Linked DNA regions of Sus scrofa: all the other regions are linked to region 2. The links are chromatin contacts, called in public HiChIP or PLAC-seq maps. All regions are on one chromosome and are shown on one strand. Each heading gives the region's core, a stretch centred on a gene start, on an enhancer-like site or on the middle of the called end of the contact. The rest is flanking DNA. Distances are from core to core; before and after follow the strand shown.

Region 1 (2,810 bases), core at 161-2,660, 270 kb after region 2:
CTCTTCCCTGCTAACTTCTTACCTCTGACCTACTCACCGCTTACCTACCAACTTCATCCTCCTGCTAACATGCCTCCAAGTACTACATCGAGGCCCAAGATGGCTGATGGGGAAGGGAGCCCTCCTTCCACGCTGGAGCTGCTCTTCTAGGCAAGGCTGAGCCCAAGCCACCTGCTGGCCCAGCCCAGCTCACACACCTCAGGGCGCTGGCTCCACTTCAAAGGCAGCCCCACTAGGTGAGGAAAACACAGATAAAGGCAAAGTGATGATAAGATGGCCCTAAATTTAAAAAGTAAGTGTTCTGGCATTATCAGTTATCACTCATTTTCAAATACACATATGGAGTAGAGTGGATATTCCAGTTTTTAGGGTGTGTATTTTTTTTTTAAGAGACCCTTCAAAGACTTGTGCAAATCCTTTACACCCTAACAGGCTGCGCTTGGCATTAAAAAGCTGTCAGGGCTGACTTGTGACTTGGAAGGGGTAAAGGTTGAGGTGCGGGTAAGGATGCACGGCTTTCTCATGGGACGGCGGTGTCTGACACCCTCCCTGCTGCCTGGCCATCTGCCCCCGGAGCCCTCGTTCTGGCAGCAGTTTCACAGTCTCACATCCCCACAGCACAGGACATAGAGTCTCAGAAAGGAAGGAAAACTGGCTTTGTAAAATCTGGCCACAGCTTTCAGCAAAGCAACTGCCCTTGGCCATCAAGAACACAGGACATTGTGGCTCAGCAGTAGCAAACCCAACTAGTATCCATGAGATCGCCAGTTTGGTCCCTGGCCCCGCCCAATCGGTTAAGGATCTGACGTTGCCGTGAGCTGCAGTGTAGGTTGCAGATGTAGCTGGGATCTGGCGCTGTGGCTGTGATGTAGGTGATGTAGGTCGGTGGCTACAGCTCCAATTTGACCCCTAGCCTGGGAACCTCCATATGCCGCAGTGTGGTTGTAAAACAAAACAAAACAGGACAAGAACAGCATGTTATTGGTGCGTATGTAGAAATGAATATTGCGTGTAGTCCTCTGTGAGATACCCACCGACACTGACGCTGCTTACCCTTCAGCGGGAAAGTAAAGGATGGAAGAGATGAACACACACACACACACACACACACACACACACACACGTCTTGGGCCTGTTGCTGACACAGTGGGCTGTGTCCTTTGTTCCTGCAGATCTAAGCAAGGTCGAGCCCTGCGCCAAGAAGTGTACCTGTTCCTCCTGCTCGCTCCGGGCCCCTACCATCAGCGACTTGCTCAACGACCAGGACTTACTAGACGTGATCAGGATAAAGCTGGATCCCTGTCACCCGACGGTCAAAAACTGGAGGAATTTTGCAAGCAAGTGGGGCATGCCCTACGATGAACTGTGCTTCCTGGAGCAGCGGCCGCAGAGCCCCACCCTGGAGTTCCTGCTCCGGAACAGCCAGAGGACGGTGGGCCAGCTCATGGAGCTCTGCAGGCTCTACCACAGGGCCGACGTGGAGAAGGTCCTGCGCAGGTGGGTGGACGAGGAGTGGCCCAAGAGGAGCCGTGAAGACCACCCCCGGAACGTCTAGACCCCGGCTCCTTCTTGTTGGCCTCCCCGGACTTTGAAACAAGCCCAGGTTAAGGAGTGACTTGAATCTGTTCTTTTTTAAGTTTAGGGTGAGCATGTGGAACAGTGGACCTTGGTTTTCCCCACACCTGGTGCTTTTGTGGAGGGATGGGGTGTGTTCTGGGTGGCGGATTTTCCTTTAGTGTTGCACATGTTTTAATTTAATATTTGAATCTGAAACTGGGGACAGGGTGCGGTAGGCTCCTTATAGGGACCGGGGCCAAAGCTACCGTCACTTGGATTCATGCCGGGGTGAAAATAAAAGTTTCCTCTCCCTTAAATCCTGAAGGTTGCCGTCGGAGCTAAGATTGTGGATGGCCTCAACCAGTCACCATCCACAAGATCCTTTATGATCCATGGCCCTCCCACTGGCTTAGAAGAAAGCAACAGAAAGAAGTTACCCTTTTGTCTGTTACTTTTTTGGCTGTAAAGGACTAGGTGGATTCACAAGCTGTTGGCATTGTGTGGCAATACCCTCCAGAACACGTGTGCCGTCCTCCTTATGCAAACCCTTGTGTAAGCTGTGCACCGGCAGAGATGTCTGCTTGAGTGTTTTGGAAAGAAATATGAAAACGGATGGATGTTGGGAGGAGAGTCAGGGATTTCGCAGGGTCGTGGGGACCACGGTGGGGGGAGGTGATGGAGGACACAGGAGGCTCTTTTGGTACCCACTGCTTTTAAAAAATTAATGTGCACTTTTACATCTTTTTATATCAGGCCAAATGTTTCATCCCAAGAGGAAGCTCGGTTCAGAAAGAAATAGAAATTACCTGGCCAGTGGGTGAACTGTAACTCCCTCTGGTACCCACTACCCCAGCTTAAAACAGAACCCTGTAACACTACACAGCCCTTTACCCAAGACTCAGAAATCTTTTAACGGTGATGCTAGGAGGAAAGCTATGCATTAAAAATCAAAATTTGGATTTTAAACTGAATGAGAAATTGGGTCCAAAGAACAACCAGTGTTCTTATTTGATGGTTGACTGTGGAGAGCGTGGGAGATGGGAGAGTTTGCTGTAGGGGAGATGGGTTGTTTTGGGGGTCAAAAAGAGAGAAGCCTTGGTTTACTTCAGAATTTTGTAAAGGTGCCGTTTGGTTTTGGCTTTGGGTGTAAAAAATTAAGGCACTCTGTCCAACTTGGGAGTATTCTGTATAAATTCTTGACTAAAAGAAGCAAAAATGATGCATAACATTGCTTGGAGTACAAGAATGATTAG
Region 2 (2,700 bases), core at 85-2,584:
AGATGCCTGTCTGGAGTCTCACCTTCCCCCCACCCCCCGCCCCGCCCCGTCCCTCTGTGCCGGCCCCACCTCTGCCAGCCCAGGGCTTGGACGACTCCTCCGCTCACCTTGTTGTGCTTAAGGTAATGGAGATGGTTCCAACATTTGCAGCTCAGAGGATCCTGACAAATAGTCTCTAAAGAGTAAGATCTTCACTCAGTGGTACCTGGTCCATGGCTGCTGGCTCTCTCTCCCTGCGGCCCCCATGGTTTGGGGTGTGTTCCAGAGGCCCAGGACCTCTCTCACCCCTGGGGGCCCCAGACAGTCTCCCACCAGAGCCACCACTGTCCCCAAGCCTCCCCGCCAGTGACACAGCTCAGATTCTCTACCAGAGGTTGCGCCTCCCTCTGCCTGGGCTCCCCCTGTCAGATGTCCCCATGTCTGGGGCTCCTCGAGACCCAGGTCTCTGTCATGTTGCATCAGCATCTCTGGGGACATCCGTGGTCTGTCCCTCACTCCCTGAGTTGAGTTCGGTCATGTTCACAGGTGGCAGCATCGAGATATCCTCACAGCCTCTATTGCAGCATCACGTGGGATCCCGACCCAGACCGAATCCAGAACAGCACTGTGGTTAAACCCCTCTGCAGGGCGGTCACTGAAGCAGCTTTATCGAAGTGGAACAGAGCTGGTGCCCTGGGCTTGCCACCCTCACTGAGCTGACCAGAGGGCAGTGCCTGGCTGCACATCAAAGGACAGGCGGACGTGATGGGTCATAAAGCCACCAGCTCCAAAGGCCACCGCTGGGGCCACAGAGCCCATGGAATGGGCTGTCGTGGTCTCACCCTGAGCCAGTGGGGGTGGGTCATCCCCGTGATCTCTGGGCAGCAATGCGTGTGGCTCAGGGCTAAATATGGGACTTCCCCGGCTGGCTCTGCCCTAGGTGTGCTGTGCACCTTTAGGGAAGGCCCCTAGCCTCTCTGAACCTTGCATCACTCATTAGAACAATGTTATCTGTTAATGGGGGATGGGCTTAGGAATGAATGAAATACTAGGCATGAAAGTGTTTTATTCAAACATCTTTAAAATGATTGTGGTTGTTGGTTTGCTTGTCTGGTTTTCCTTCAGTCTATTTCCATCCTTGGCCCTCCCCACCCCCACCGCCTCATGTTCTGACCTCCTGGGGATGATCCTTAACCTGCCTGCTGTCTGTGCTCATGGCCAACACACCCTGTAATAGCTGTGCTCTCCATTTAGCTGTTGGCCAAGCTTTTCTCCTGCTGTTCACACTCCTAGTTTCTGCTGGTCTCTTGAGCCTCCCTAAGTCGATACATTCACTTCTCCTTCCGTTTTAACCTCGTGACCCTCAGTCCCGGAGCTGGGGAATGACACAGCTCCCAAGTGTCTGCTCATGTCAGGGCCACCTGCAGCTGAGTCACGTTTGTTGTAACAGGGAACCAGATAAGAGGAGATGGACAGGCTAGCACAACCCCTTCACCACTGATATGAAGACAGCTCCCAGGCCACTATACCCATTGGGGAATCGTCAGCATGGGCGCCTATTGCCACTCCCAATGGCTGGGCTCTTCCAGATCCAGGGCTAAGAGCTCCTGTGCATTATTTTATTTTGGGTTCACACTAGCCCTAGGAGGGTGATCACTTAGTGTGGACAGGAAGAGCCATCCCTATCCGCAAGGCTATATCTAAATCAGTGAGACACAGGAGTTCCCATTGTGGCTCAGTAGAAACAAACCCGAATAGCATCCATGAGGACTCAGGTTTGACCCCTGATCTTAGTGGGTTAAGGATCTGCTGTTGCTGTGAGCTGCGGTGTAAGTCTCAGATGTGGCTCGGATCTGGCATTGCTATGAATGTAGTGTAGGCTGGCAGCTGCAGCTCTGATTTGACCCTTAGCCTGGGAACTTCCATATGCCACAGGTGCAGCCCTAAAAAGGCAAAAACAAACAAAAAAACCCCAAAAAACTAAATCAATGAGGCACAGCCCTTATCCACCCCAGATGGAGCCCAGACCGACCCATCCCTTGCCCCAGCAGCTGAGCACCGGGCATGCAGTGACCTGCCTCCTGCTCTGGGGCCCCATGTCTCCAGCTCGCTGCTGGGAGAGGGTTCAGGCTGCATGCCCTGAGCGGGTTGGGGGGCTCTGACTGCCCTGCCATGGGCATCACAGCTTGATTGTCGAGCTTGCAAAGCAGAAGGCTGGCAGTGCTCCTGAGGCCCAGACTTGCTGAGTCAGCACTTGTTGGTCAGGCCAAGGCTGCTGTGGCCACGGTGTGGCTTTGTGCTCTTGTTGTGGGCAAAGGGGAATAGATGTTCACCTACCCACAGGCTCCCTCAAGCTGCATCTCAGCACCTATGACTTTCCTTCTCCCCAGCTCACCTGAGCCCCTTTCCTGGGCTTTCCCCTTCCTTCCTTTTATTGGTGCTACAATGAACTGAATAGTGTCCCCCCAAATTCAAAGTGGAGGTCCTACCCCTCAGTGTGTGTGCTAGTACTTGGTGGTGGGGCCTTTGGGAGATAATCCAGTTTGTTTGTTTATTTATTTATTCATTGTCTTTTTAGGGCTGCAGGATGTGGAGGTTCCCAGGTTAGGGGCCTAATCAGAGCTGTAGCCAATGGCCTACACCAGAGCCACAGCAACGCTGGATCCTTAAGCCACTGAGGGAGGCCAGTGATGGAACCCACAACCTCATGGTTCCTAGTAG
Region 3 (2,773 bases), core at 33-2,532, 320 kb after region 2:
CAGTTCTCCATGTAGCCCTAGAGCCTTTAACTTGTGTCAGCTGTCACTGTTATCCATGGAATGTCCTCCTCTTCCTGAGCCCTCCCCAGCGGCCAGCCCCACCAGTCCTGTCAAAAGAGAAGAGACACTTGCTTTGCTACTTCACAGATTCAGATTTTGTGCCTCAGCCTGGCCTCTGGGGAGGGGGCCAGGTTGGAGGAGGCAGTGCTCCCCCGACCCCACTCCGTGGAAGCCACAGTGGAGGTGGGGAGCAGTCATGCCCACCCACTGGCCTTTCCACTGAGGGTGGAAACAGGTGGCACCTTGGTGGCCAGACTGGAAGTTTGAGGTTTAGGTGTACGAGTGATGGAAGAGGAAGCGGTTTCTTCTGTGAACTGACATCAGTGATGAACCTCGGCCAGCAGGCTAGCAGGCTAGCTGCCCATGGATTTTTACAGCGCTGGGCTTTGAAGAGCTTTTGAGAAAGAGACAAGATGTGCTGAGCCGGGTGGGAGGCCGTGGTACAGTCCCTGGCAGATGCCTGCAAGTTTGGAAGCTTCGTATTGTCTGAGCGCCCGAGGCCCTAGAGTTTGAGGCCACAAAGTCTGGACCCAGGTCCCCTGGTTCTCAGCCTTTCAGTGGGAACGAGCTCCCCTGTGAATGAGAATCACGATGCTGGCCACTTTCTCATCTATGGAGTTCCCAAATGTCGCTGAGGGGGGCAACTCTCTACTTTCCCAGGAGCAGGGGGCAGGAGAGGGTGCAGAAAGGTCAGCAGGCCCTGGGGACAGTGTGAGGTTCCATGCCTGTAAGAGTCACTTCCCTGAGTGGGACAAGGCAGCAATTAACCAGATACACTTTGGGTCAGGTTAGGGTCTGAGAGCTCTCGGCAGGGAAGTTTGCAGGATTAGGCTGTGAGTCAAGCAAATGGTCTTACCCCTCTATTTGTGTGCAGGAAACAAAAACCTTGAAACCCAGGGCAAACACTAATGTGTGTATTATGCTTCCTTGCAGATGATAATTTATTGTGATGTTAGAGAGTTCAAGGTTGCAATAAATGGTGTACATAGCCTGGAGTACAAACACAGATTCAGAGAGCTCAGTAATATTGACACGCTGGAGATCGATGGCGACATCCACTTACTGGAAGTAAGAAACTGGTAGCTGGCACGACTGCTGCTAAAACTGAAATACAGAATGACTTCGTAACACTGGCCTTGTTACAGTGCATCTCACTACCACCACACGGCTTCTGTATATTGTTAGAACAAGCTTGCAAAATCATAACCGAGTCCTCCCGGTATCCTCAGTCCTCACCATGCAGTGTGGCTCTGTCTAGTGCAGAATGAGGAAATGGGAAGCAACAGCTTACAGTCATTATTATAACAGGCCTTTCTGCTCTTCCCCCCCCCCCCCCCCCCGCCACCCTGGCCTCTCTTTAAACCCACTTCACATTCAAGTATTTACTAAGTGCCTCCTGTGACACAGCAGCCGCCCTGCATTGAGCACTAATCTTTCACCAGCTGGGGACAGACAGCGGTGCATGAAACCTCTCTGTTTTGTTCCGTTGAGCTCAGAACCTTCTGTGCTTTGCCACTGCTCCACCATTTTATTTCAGGTACTACACCATCTCACCAGGGACTTCAAAGGACACTAATTTATAGGTGACACTACTTCTCTTCCAGTGCTGGCTCTCAACCCAGGGTTCCAGGAGATCCCGTAACTCAAAGGATTGACAGTGACTTAAATCTGGCGATTTTCATTAGCATAATAAATATCTAGCTCTACTAGCTGTAAGTATTACCAAGTAATTAACAAAAATTAAGGCAAAAAAACAAAGCAAAACCAAACCAAATTGTGTGGAGATGAACCACAGTGGTGTTGATGTCAATCTCGAGGCCACTGGTTTCTGTACCAGTAAATGGTTGCTTTAGAATGTTGGTTGAATCAAAGTTCGGCACATACGCTACAAAAAGTACGGTAGATGCAGGATGAATTTAATTTGTAGAATGTTTGCGGGTAACACAGCAATGTCAAGATTAGATTTAATGACTTTATAAAACGGGCCCTATCAGAAGGTAAAATATACCAGCTGAGACCAGCAAAGCAGAAGCAGCGTAAACGCCTGCTGCTGTCGACTGCATGCGACCCAGCACTGCCTCTGCTCTTCTAAAGACGAGTCCATCGTCCTCAGGGACTGAGATCAAAACACTGTTTTAAGTGATTAAAATCAAACCTGTATCAGCAAGTTAAGTTGTCGCATTTCTGTGATTTTTTTCTATTATTCTTTGAAGTGAGTTGGCAGAAGTTCTTTGTAGAATTCTTACAGGTCAGATCTTGTTACAGGAAATTGCAGAAGCTCAGTCAGATCATTTTATCGTATTAAAGTGTGCTAGGCTGAATTCTGCCAGGATTTGGGAATATTTTCCTAAGTTTTGGGCTAGGTTTATTTGTATCCCCATATTGCAAAAAATATTGTTACCAATCTTACTTTTAAACAGTACTCAGTGTAGAAAACAATTCTTTTCATGTTAATTTATTATGCTGAGTCTTGCCAAACTAAAAAAACAAAAAACAAAACAAAACTCAAACCACCATCCCCATTGGTAGAGGAGGGGATGTTGGGAGGGTTGTAAAAGGCAAGAAGGGTCTAGAATTCCCCACGGTTATTTTTCATCTTCAGAGAAGATCATCAGAGGGCCCAGCAGACTGTGGAAACTGTAGACCATCTTAGGAAAAAACAAAAGCCCCACTTACCTTGTTTCCTCTGAGTCTTAAACATAATTTCATTTTC

Evidence for each region. HiChIP or PLAC-seq counts read pairs in DNA pulled down with a chosen protein or histone mark.
Region 1: an H3K27ac HiChIP or PLAC-seq map of alveolar macrophages shows a contact between it and region 2. The contact joins two enhancer-like sites. A contact is called at or near these places in 1 of 5 promoter capture datasets (liver), 20 of 47 Hi-C or Micro-C datasets (adipose tissue, alveolar macrophages, blood and 12 more) and 2 of 2 datasets of contacts at active chromatin or transcription factors (alveolar macrophages and skeletal muscle).
Region 3: an H3K27ac HiChIP or PLAC-seq map of alveolar macrophages shows a contact between it and region 2. The contact joins two enhancer-like sites. A contact is called at or near these places in 1 of 47 Hi-C or Micro-C datasets (epiblast stem cells) and 1 of 2 datasets of contacts at active chromatin or transcription factors (alveolar macrophages).

What each region holds. Positions count from the first base shown.
Region 1 is chr14:54,926,036-54,928,845 of Sscrofa11.1, reverse strand. EDARADD (EDAR associated death domain) reads left to right here. Exons shown (of 6, transcript NM_001243663.1): 6 at 1,173-2,810. The coding sequence ends at 1,555. Among named protein-coding and RNA genes, the nearest start is that of LGALS8, 38 kb to the right of the region's middle. Within about 2 kb of position 1,410, at least 1 of the 83 cell types and tissues checked has an H3K27ac peak or open chromatin away from gene starts, as enhancers often do. A contact at or near this core is called in alveolar macrophages, where this site is marked.
Region 2 is chr14:55,193,350-55,196,049 of Sscrofa11.1, reverse strand. No RefSeq gene overlaps it. Among named protein-coding and RNA genes, the nearest start is that of GPR137B, 13 kb to the right of the region's middle. Within about 2 kb of position 1,334, at least 7 of the 83 cell types and tissues checked have an H3K27ac peak or open chromatin away from gene starts, as enhancers often do. A contact at or near this core is called in alveolar macrophages, where this site is marked.
Region 3 is chr14:54,870,055-54,872,827 of Sscrofa11.1, reverse strand. HEATR1 (HEAT repeat-containing protein 1) reads right to left here. Exons shown (of 46, transcript XM_021073757.1): 46 at 1,955-2,773. It overlaps LGALS8 (galectin 8), which reads left to right. Exons shown (of 9, transcript NM_001142827.1): 9 at 994-1,144. The coding sequence ends at 1,143. Among named protein-coding and RNA genes, the nearest start is that of LGALS8, 18 kb to the left of the region's middle. Within about 2 kb of position 1,282, at least 5 of the 83 cell types and tissues checked have an H3K27ac peak or open chromatin away from gene starts, as enhancers often do. A contact at or near this core is called in alveolar macrophages, where this site is marked.